2 separate regions of the Macaca mulatta genome follow, and region 1 is linked to region 2. A link is a contact called in public Hi-C data. All regions are on one chromosome and are shown on one strand. The core of a region is the stretch at or near the end of the contact, and the rest is flanking DNA. Distances in the headings are between cores, read along the strand shown. Region 1 overlaps RND3 (Rho family GTPase 3). Region 2 has its middle 100 kb from the start of RND3.

Region 1 (4,828 bases), core at 1,480-3,979, 81 kb after region 2:
AGCACCTCTCTCAGCTCTGGTGACAGTTAAATCACCCTGATGACCATCAGTTGAATGAAAACCACTGCATTGTTTCAACTGAGTCAAGTTTTCCATGTGCTTCCCTGTTCTCTGGGAATGTGTCAGTCCTCTGCAAGGGAAAGTAACTCTTAGCTACTGTATTAGTTCGTTTTCACACTGCTATAAAGAACTTCCCTGAGATTCAGTAATTTACAAAAGAAAGAGGTTTAATTGACTCACAGTTCCCTCTGGCTGGGGAGGCCTCAGAAAACATACAACCATGGCAGAAGCACCTTCTTCACAAGACGGCAGGAAAGAGACGAGCCGGGGAAACCACCACTTATAAAACCATCAGATCTTGTGAGAACTCGCTCAGTATCACAAGAACATCATGGGAGAAATCACCCCCATGATTCAGTCACCTACCTCCCTCCACACGTGGGGATTACAGGTCCCTCCCTTGACATGTGCAGATTACAAATTGAGATGAGATTTGGTTGGGGACACAGAGACAAACCACATCAGCTGCTCTTCAACACTTTAAACAGCAATTTGATGGTACATTTTGTGGAAACTAAGTGTAATGAAGAACCTCCCCTACCCCCTACAACTGGTTTCTTCAAAATAAGGAATCTGCAATCAAGAGACTATGGCTAATGTAGCTGCTCATCTTTCATCAGTATTTACACTATCAATTTTACATCTGGCCCACCAAAAATAAGACACAACTCAGTAGCTGCTCTGCAACCACAATGCCAAATCTCTTTCTCTTCTGCAGCTGACCGCTTTTAATGCGGGCATCTACAGCATCCATTTCAGGCTGAAGATTCTTAAACTATTGCTGTGGAACCTCTTACTTCTAGCACAATTCAAGAATCCCTGGATTGTGACAGGTCATGTGTGTCAACCATCGTTGGTCCTTTCATTGTTTTCTCACAATGATCTCAACACCCAAGAAGTAGAGCAAACACAGAGGTGAAGGCAGAGGGGAAAAGAGGAGATGGCGGAGTCACAGGATTCAGGAAAAGGTCAGAATCAAAGAAGGACGAGGAAGGTGCAGGGGAGACCAGGGGATGTGGCTACATGGGGGCTCAGACCTTAGCTGTATGGCCATAGAGTTTAGCTCTCATGTGCCTGGGGCACCATGCTACACATGTGAAGTATTTGTGACAAGATGGTGTTGTGGTAGAGAGCTTGAAATTGCACAGCAGACTGCCTTGCTTGAGTTCCAATCTTTGTTCTTCCACATGACCTTGGAGAAAATATCTGTCTTCTCATCTGCAAAATCGGGAACTTAATATTTAACTTGCTGCATATGTTTGTAGTGGGAAATATGTGAGTTATGTGAACCACTTAATGCAGCCCCTGGTGCATAATTTGTGCAATTTCAGTGTTAGCTCTTACTTTGATGGCAGGATTGACCATATACTGACCCAATTTCCATTTCTTATCATGGAATGTCTTTTTAAAAATTTAGTTGTTTTGTAGAGGCCCACTGTCAGTAGGTCAGTGTTCCTGGAGGAAAATCACTATTGATCCCTTAAAAAAAAAAAAAAAAAAAAAGTCCAAAAGTAAAGTCCTGAAGAGTGAATTGGCTTTGCCATTTCCACACATTTTCATTCTGGGGTTCACCAGAATAAAAATTTCCCTGTGTTCCCTGTGTTGCCAGTGGGGCAGAGACAAAGAGCCTTAGAATTTATTGCTAGCAAACACTTTTTAAGAGATCTTTTGGACTGCCAAAAATATGTATTTTCAACATTAGATAAATAACGGGTTCTCCATGTTTAACCAAAATGCTTACTTTGTCTTTTTATCATCTCCTAAGAGTTAATTTTATTTTTATAATTGAATTTTATATCACTTATTTCAAACATTAGTTTAATTTCTTTTTTAATATGCTCAGCAATTGAAGATATCACAGCAGAAAGAGAGTACAAATCTATAGTAATTCCAGCATATTTTAAAACAAAGAGATGACTGTTTAAGAGCTGTTCATGCTCAACTGTGGAGGAAAATTTTCTCCTACTGGACTTCTAACCAGCCACAAAAACTTATGCTCATTGTGCAAACACTGTCATTCACATTGCCTTGCTACAATCACTATAAATGGGCCACAGGCATTAGGATGCACTAGAAAATTCCTGTTGCAATGATAGCATTACATATGTGGTGTAACATATGTGGCTATTGCATTAACGTGCCTGGCTATGTATTGGAATATTTAGTGCCTACCCATTTTCTATGATTCAGTTAATGTCAATGGAAATGACAACCAGATCTGGTGTACTATAGTTTGGTGGTGGTGACTGTCTCCCACTACTACATTATAAATTCCCCATGTCAGAGATCGAATTTAATTCATGATAATGTGCCAAACTTAGAAAAGTGTCAGGCATGTAGTAAGCACTCAATAAATATTTGGTGAATAGAAAAATGATAAAAATAAAAACTTTGAGATTAGCAGAATGCTGGTGTCAAAATAACGCAGCAGAAAAAAGATAAGCAGCTTTAAGAGTTTCAGGAGGGTTAGAAGATGAGGTCATTTAAAAAAATTCTTTCTAATAAAAATAACTCCCCGAGTTATTTCTAAGTCTGCACCTAAGACAGACTCCCTGCAAGACTAGATTCTAAGAAACTGTTCCCGTAAAAGATTAAAATGAGACACAGTGTAAAGTCTTACTCAGAGTTTGAAAACCACCTTTTAGTATTTAAAAAGGCATTAACCAAGATCATTAATCAATAGAAAGGAATGTTCACAGAATGCTTAGGAGAAATGTTTGCTAAGGCAAGAAGTCAGAGAAAAGGAAGGCATCCACGCCCAAGGCTGAAGACAAACGTTTCTCTTTCGCTTCAACAAATTAAAGCTGCTAGGAAAGAACAATTGACCAGAGGGGAACATTACTGTACAGCATATAAAATACTGCCAAGGTCAGCAAAACCTCAGCTTTTTACTTTTTTATTTTTCTATGCCAGTGATTGTTGAGAAATGAGTTTCTTGCAAGGCTGACTTAGACATTATGCTCAGAAGTTACTCAACACCAAGGATTTGGAAAGTACTTTTATTTCCTTTACTGTTTGATGACAACAAGAATGAGTTACAGACATTCTCAGTAAATCTCTGTGCTTAAAATTGTTTATAAGGCCATTTCATAATGTCAGTGTGCTTTAATTGGTTCACTCATGTTGGATTCTCTGCTTCCCTCTTTGCTTCTGAGAATTATTTCCAAGCAAATAACTGTACCTCCAAGATTCCCAAAGCCACTCAGAAAAAAAGAAGCCACAAGGATGCATTTTTTTAATATGATGTGGCTTAGCTGTGTAGAAAGAAGCACTGTTTTAAAAATCCCACATAGAGTATCTTTGGACACTTATGTAAAACTTATATGTAAGTATTTTAGCTGAAGACCGAGAATCAACTGGATTTATGGGGAGAGAGTCCTCTATTTTACGGTAAGTTCTATGCTTACTGTACATCTCCCAGGTCATTGGGAAACTTGTATTATGTTGTACTGTGTTATTTAAAGATGCTACTACCATATGCAAGACAATTTCTGTTTTGCTTTTTTTAATCCTTCCAATTGTTGCAAAAGCTGTGTGCTGGGTCATCCCCACAACCGCTGTGAACAAGGACATGGACATGCCTTGCGAGGTGGCATGAGTTAAAGACCAAGGCTCAGAACCCCACAGGGCAGAGAGGCAAACTAGGCTCGTATTAGCATTAAACCTGTGACTTGAGACTGCATCATATTGCTTCATTCTTAAATACTTGAAGACTTCCATATTTTCTACAAGTTAATCTTAGGCAGTATCAGGGCTCTTTTTCGTATATGATCAAATCACTTAATCTAATTATGCCCCATTTTTTTTTCTTGTGATTTGAAAGCATCATGAAAACCTTTTATATATGCAGGTTTATCTGTTACTACTATGAAGAATTAAAAAATTCCAAAGCCTTCTCATTTAGAAAATGTTAGGCATTTTGATTCTGTAATCACCTATGTTAAAGAACAAAGCTAAACAGCGAAATCAGGAAGCAGGTAATAGAAGACAGATCACATTTAGACAAAGACATGGTTACTTTTTTATTTGAAGAAAAAAAAAGTATGTTTTAATAAATACTGCAGAAACATTGACCAAACAAACAAAGTGACTTCAACAGTTTAAAAAATGCAACAAAAGTTCTGCTTTATAACAGTTATAACTTATTTTCTTTTTACAATATTTAAATACAGAAAGCACTCGCCAGCTATTTTGTAATACTGCCCAAAGCATAATGCTGCATCAATCAAAGCGTATTATGTTGGTAGAATGTCTGTATTTTATGGGAAATGACTGGAATCGTATTTTCTTGCAGAGACAAAACAAAGTGCTTGTAAGACATAGAACTGAGTGTTGTAATTACCTTAATCTCTCCTGCCACAATTTAAGGGGAGCACAGCTTCAACACTTCAAAAACGAAGCATTATCATGGGAAAGAAAGCTCGTTTTCAACAAGCGCCAACAATAAACAGGTCAGATCTGGTTTCTTCTCTGAAATAATCTCTAAAATGAACTGGTCAAAAATATCTGTAAACTATTTTAAATGCTTTTATTTTACGTAACAACAGCGACCAAGTGCTGAACATGGACCTTGGCTGCGTCTGCTCAGTGAGGTTTTAGCAATCACGCTCTAGAAATGCCCTGGTGTTGTGTCAGGACTGAAACTCTATTATATAATCTTCCACTAGGGATTCTCTAAAGCTTGGGTAAGTGAATTCTTCTCTCATCAATGTTCATTTAATGAAAGTGAAATAAACCAACAGATCATCAGATGCTGCCAGTTTTGGAG
Region 2 (5,186 bases), core at 364-2,863:
ATCAGGGAAGTCCGCACTCTGCCTCTCCACATGCAGGTGCAAGCAGTGGTCCCAGTGAGCCGTTCTCTGGCTGCTGGAGTAATGCTCCAGGAAGTCCACAGAGGGAATGGGGAGTAACAAATGACAGTAAGCCCCACCCAGCTCCCACGCACTTGGCGAGTTAGATCTCAAACCTACAGTGAGTGCTCCACTAACAGTGGCTAGCTAAGTGCCAGGCAGTCTGAGTTCAGAACTAAAAACTTTCCCAGGCCGTAAACTTTCCCTATGAGACAGAAACCACAGCTTTCAGGCCATGCCTCTATCAGTCTGTCTGTGACGTAGGGGCATCCAGTTCCTGTGCTCATGGCTACAACACACTTCCCACTCACCCCCTGGTTCTGGCCAAAGGGGTCTGTCCCAACTTGAAATTACATCATGAATCTCAGGAGCTTCCCCCCACCTATGACCACCAACTGAGTTCACCAGCAGATTTCTGCGAGGTTCCCTGGGAGGAAGAATCAAGAATTGTTTCCCTTTATCTGTTGGAGTCTGGAAGTGCTTGTAAAGGAGTGATGCCGCTTTTTCTCATATACTCCTCACCACTCACTAAATCAACTCCAGCACTGAGACAAGGCCTTCCCCTGTGGCCTGGACTGCCAGCTTCCCAGTGGGAATGTACATCCTGGAGGCAATTTCTCCCCCTCTCACACTCTAGGGACTTACGGTTTTCCTCCCGGCTCAAGGCATAGGCTCAGCCTGCCACTTCTTTCAAAGGTTCTGTTATTTTTATTTTTCAGTTTTCCTGTTAATTGTCTGTGTTGCTGCTTGGAAACAAGTTCACAGCATGAGTCTCTACAAACTATTTTGTCTTTCCAAGTGGGAGAGGCATGCTAACAATTCCTCCAATCCACCATCTTGGGAAAAGAAAAAAAAAAAAAAGGCCCTAATAATTTTTAAAAGTGTGAATGCATCCTGAAGCCAGAAAGGGTTTGAGAACTGTCAGTTGAAAGCAACTGATGTGGACTGAAAGTTTAAATCCCTCTAAAATTTATTTGTTGAACTCCTAACCCCCAAGGTAATGGTATCAGGAGGTAGGGTCTTCGGGATGTGTTAGGTCATGAGCGAAGAGCCTTCATGAATGGGATTGGTGTCCTTATAAAAGAGGCCTGAGGGAGCCTGACACTTCTTCACCGTGTAAGGACACAGTCCTCTATAAGCCAGAAAACAGGTCCTCACCAGACACTGAAGCTGCCTTAATGTTGGGCTTTCTAGCCTCCAGGAGTGTGAAAAATAAATTTCTGTCATTTGTAAGTTACCTAGTTTATGATATTTTGTTATAGCAACCTGAATGCACTAAGATAGCAATGATTTATAAACTTGTTTGTAACATCAGAAACCTGTGCTCAAAGGAAACTTTGAAGACTGATTTATGAAAAGATAAAAATCTGAGTTGCTATGGTGAAACAGAAAAATAGGACCCAAAGCCTCCCAGTTTTGCCTCTTCCCTATTCCCTTTCACTTCCTCATGAGTCCCTCCCTGGAATCCCAGTTAGAAAATCTCTATGCAAAAGCATCAGTGAGCTGATGAAGCAGGCAGCAGGAATGCAGCATCCCAGGCCAAGTGGGAGTGGAGAATGATGTCAGGCACAACTGCTAAGACGAGTGATGGGAGAGCCTCAAATCAGATTTTAGACAGGATGACCTCCCCTGTCTCCTTTTCCATTGATCCACTGGAGCTTTCTTACTGAAAAATACTTGACTACTGATCTCTTAACTATGTGTGGAATCACCAGTGAGCACACTCCAAAGTGATTAATTTGGTATGAATGAAAGGTGGTGTCTGCATAGGATGGAGACAGAGAAATTCCTGGCACATTCTTTTCTCTGAATTAGCAGTGTCGGGGTTGAGCAATTGAGGAATAATTTCCACCCAACTGTGGGACCAAATGCTATTTTGAATGACCAGGGAATAGAATGAAATATAAGAATACACAGGAGGGTGAAATAATAGCAGCAAATCTAGAACTGAGCAGAGTATTTTCAGGTGGTTCTGAGTTATGGACAGACAGTAGAATGTAGAGGGAGTATAATACAACCAGATAATGGAATTCCGAGACTCTATCTTTAGCGCTGGCCTCTGTGCTGACACCCGGATCAAGACTAGTTTCTGGGCTTTTACTTAGCTTTCTAAAAAATATCTCAAATTTAATTTGACCTGGACTTGCTAATGCATTCCTTCTGGTTCTGTGTCCTATTAATTAAGGCATTATCATTCACTCTGTCAATAAATCTAGATCTTTTGAAGTGTCCCGTGATAAAGGTTTGGGGTGAACAATGGCCACTGGGAGGCTGTTCAATATCCAAACCTCCTTTTCCAGTTGGGAGAAGCTACCAGACTTAATGACACACAATCTTCTCCTTTCCTAAGAAAGAGACATACTCTCCCTGCACCCTCAGGCTTGGCACTCAGTGGGCTTAACATCATTGGAACAGAGTGTTAGGGGCATCAGGTTCAGAGGGAGTCACGCTGAGTAGCAGCAGCTACACCAGTGCATTTGAGCCACATCTTTCCTTCCAACGATGGTGAATATCCTCCCTACTCTTGGCTGTCCAGAGCCTTGTTTGCCTTTGCCTTATTTGTTTTACATTTTTAAAATCTGGTCCTCAACTATCACATTGGTTATCCAAACCAGTCTTAATAAAAATTTTCCCAATAAAGTCCTTTCTACTCTCATAGACAGAGACACTTGTTCTTGCTTGCAGTACAAATTCTTGAACTAGACACCATTTTCTTTCTATTTTATTTAAAAAATGTCTCCCCTACATACCTAAATACTACTCTTAAGTTCAGGCCCTTATCATTTGGACAGGAACAATTGTGCCTCCCTCACACCAGTCCTTCCCCATTCCAATCCAACCTCTCCACTCACATTTTATTTTTCCGAAGATTTTACCACAGTCTTCTTTCTTTTATTCAATAACAAAAGCAACCAAATCTTCCTGGCATCCTTATGCTTGCAGAATAGTGTTTGACTACATATCATTCAAGGCCTTTCAATCTACTTTCCAATATCCAGCATACAGCTCCTGTGAGCAGAAGACAATTCAAAATTATCTTTGTAGCCCCAACACCTGGCAAAACACCTGGTGTAAAGTAAAGCCCAATAAATGAATGAATGCATACATGCATGACTTATTTGTTACTCAGAAATCCAGTACACTAGATACAATTAAGTGTATGTGATTTCCTAAAGTCTCTACAGAAACATTCATGTCTTTCTAAATACAGTCAGGCACTGTCTAACGATGTCTGGGTCCATGGTGGACCACATAGATGACAGTGGTACCCTAAGATTATAATACTATATCCTTACTGTACCTTTTCTTTGTTTAGATATGTTTAGATACACAACGGCATTACAATTGCCTACAGAATTCAGTATAGTAATGTGCTGTGCAGGTTTGTAGCCTAGCAGTAATAAGCCACCCCGTGTAACCTAGGTGTGCAGTAGGCTACACCATCTAGGTTTGTGTGAGTACACTCTACGATGTTCAAATAATGACAAAATCATCTAAGGATGAATTTCTCAGAATCTATCCCCATCATTAAGTGATGCATGACAGCATATGAAAAAGTATGCATAATGTCTATTTTGAGGGTTCTCTGCCTCATAGTGCTCTGTTTCTACGGCTGCTATGCACTTATCTTGATATAGTCAGTTTGATTCTGCCTGCCTTGTCCAATGATGTGTAAGCTCTTTCAGGTCAAGAGCCATCTGTTATTTATCTTTGCACTCTTAATGCTTAAACACAGAGTAGATGTTTGATGTATCTTTGCTCAACTTACCTCCTAAAGAGGAAATGTGTGGTATGAGAAGGGAGTGGGTAAGAATTCTGCTTGACAAAAACTTTACTTCCCACAACTCATGCAGAAATGTTTTCAAAATTTCAACATTAAATACGCTCTTTGCTGACTGCTTTTTGTCAACACCCTTTGCCAGATTGAGGACATCCACCTTTTGCTCTCTGTTTCTTGACAGTGGTGACCCTGAGGGCTTGACATTTGCATACCAGGAACCTCCTTGGCTTCAGCATTTGCTCACATCCCTGACAACAGAGTTTCTGGGGCATGGTACTCACACTGTAAATTGCACAGACAGAATTGAAGTAAAATCTCCCAACTATTTCTGATAATGAAGAGGGTTCTGAAAGCCTACCAAAACCTCTATAATTATCTCAAGTGAAACCTTCTTATTAAACTTTAAGCTCTTTTCATTTTGGTTATTGTCATTTACGTGAAATGAGTGAAGGGGAAGGAAGCCTGGGAAAATTATGAAGTTGTTAAGCCTGTTTATGTTCATTCGGCTCAGAGTTTGAGCTTAAAAAGTGGAGTGTGTGTAGGGGAGGCAATTGAAGCATCTTTATGAACGAAATCCAATAGTTATTAACAGATGCTTGGCTTATTTTCCTTTGGCTGAAAAAAAAGGGGAAGGGTCAGTGTTAGGCAATACATTTCCTGTCTTATCTTATGGTAGACAACTTTGAAATATTGAATATGTTCATCAGCATTTTTAGATATGCAAAAGAAGAAATTTTAGTTGGCTTTTTTCTTATACAATGATGATAAGCTGTATTAAGCAATGTAAACATTTCTGCTTGTAGGGATTGGTCTCCAGTGGTTGGTTGTCAACCCATGTAGAGCCTTCTCTTAGGTCCAGCAGCCCCCTTTTTTAGGGGTGTCTCAGCCAGAGGCACTTTGCCATGAAGGCGGGAGAGGCGTGGATGAGCAGCCGCCTTGGCATGCCAAGTGGTGATCCCTGCTCATCCATCATTTCATTTAGACAAATGAAAGATTACAGCCCTATGAGAAAAGGCAGTCACAGCCACACAATGCTTTGTGCACAAAGTAAATTGCTAGTTTCCTGTGATCTTTCTGACAAGTAAATTACTGCAGAAAATAACATAGATGGGAATACAATGACAAAAATGCAGACTTGGTCGTTCAAAGGAGTTATTGGACCTCTGATACAACCATTTCTAAAGAACCTCAGACCCTCTTTTCAATGGAAAGAGGATTTTCCTCCATCTTTCTATAGTGTATCTTGAAGAGAAATAATATACGATGGGCAGGGTAAGAAGTGGAATTCTCAGTAATGAAATATCCTTTTTTCGTGATAGGAAGATATTAAAATTATGCATAAAGAGAG

What was found. A called contact is a pair of places that touch in the nucleus more often than the background predicts.
Region 1: a Hi-C map of fibroblasts shows a contact between it and region 2, with 2.0 times the contacts expected there. The contact joins two enhancer-like sites. A contact is called at or near these places in 2 of 14 Hi-C or Micro-C datasets (fetal cortex germinal zone and fibroblasts).

The regions. Positions count from the first base shown.
Region 1 is chr12:55,439,887-55,444,714 of T2T-MMU8v2.0, forward strand. RND3 (Rho family GTPase 3) reads right to left here. Exons shown (of 5, transcript NM_001261682.1): 5 at 4,164-4,828. Among named protein-coding and RNA genes, the nearest start is that of RND3, 21 kb to the right of the region's middle. Within about 2 kb of position 2,730, at least 1 of the 40 cell types and tissues checked has an H3K27ac peak or open chromatin away from gene starts, as enhancers often do.
Region 2 is chr12:55,360,383-55,365,568 of T2T-MMU8v2.0, forward strand. No RefSeq gene overlaps it. Among named protein-coding and RNA genes, the nearest start is that of RND3, 100 kb to the right of the region's middle. Within about 2 kb of position 1,614, at least 1 of the 40 cell types and tissues checked has an H3K27ac peak or open chromatin away from gene starts, as enhancers often do.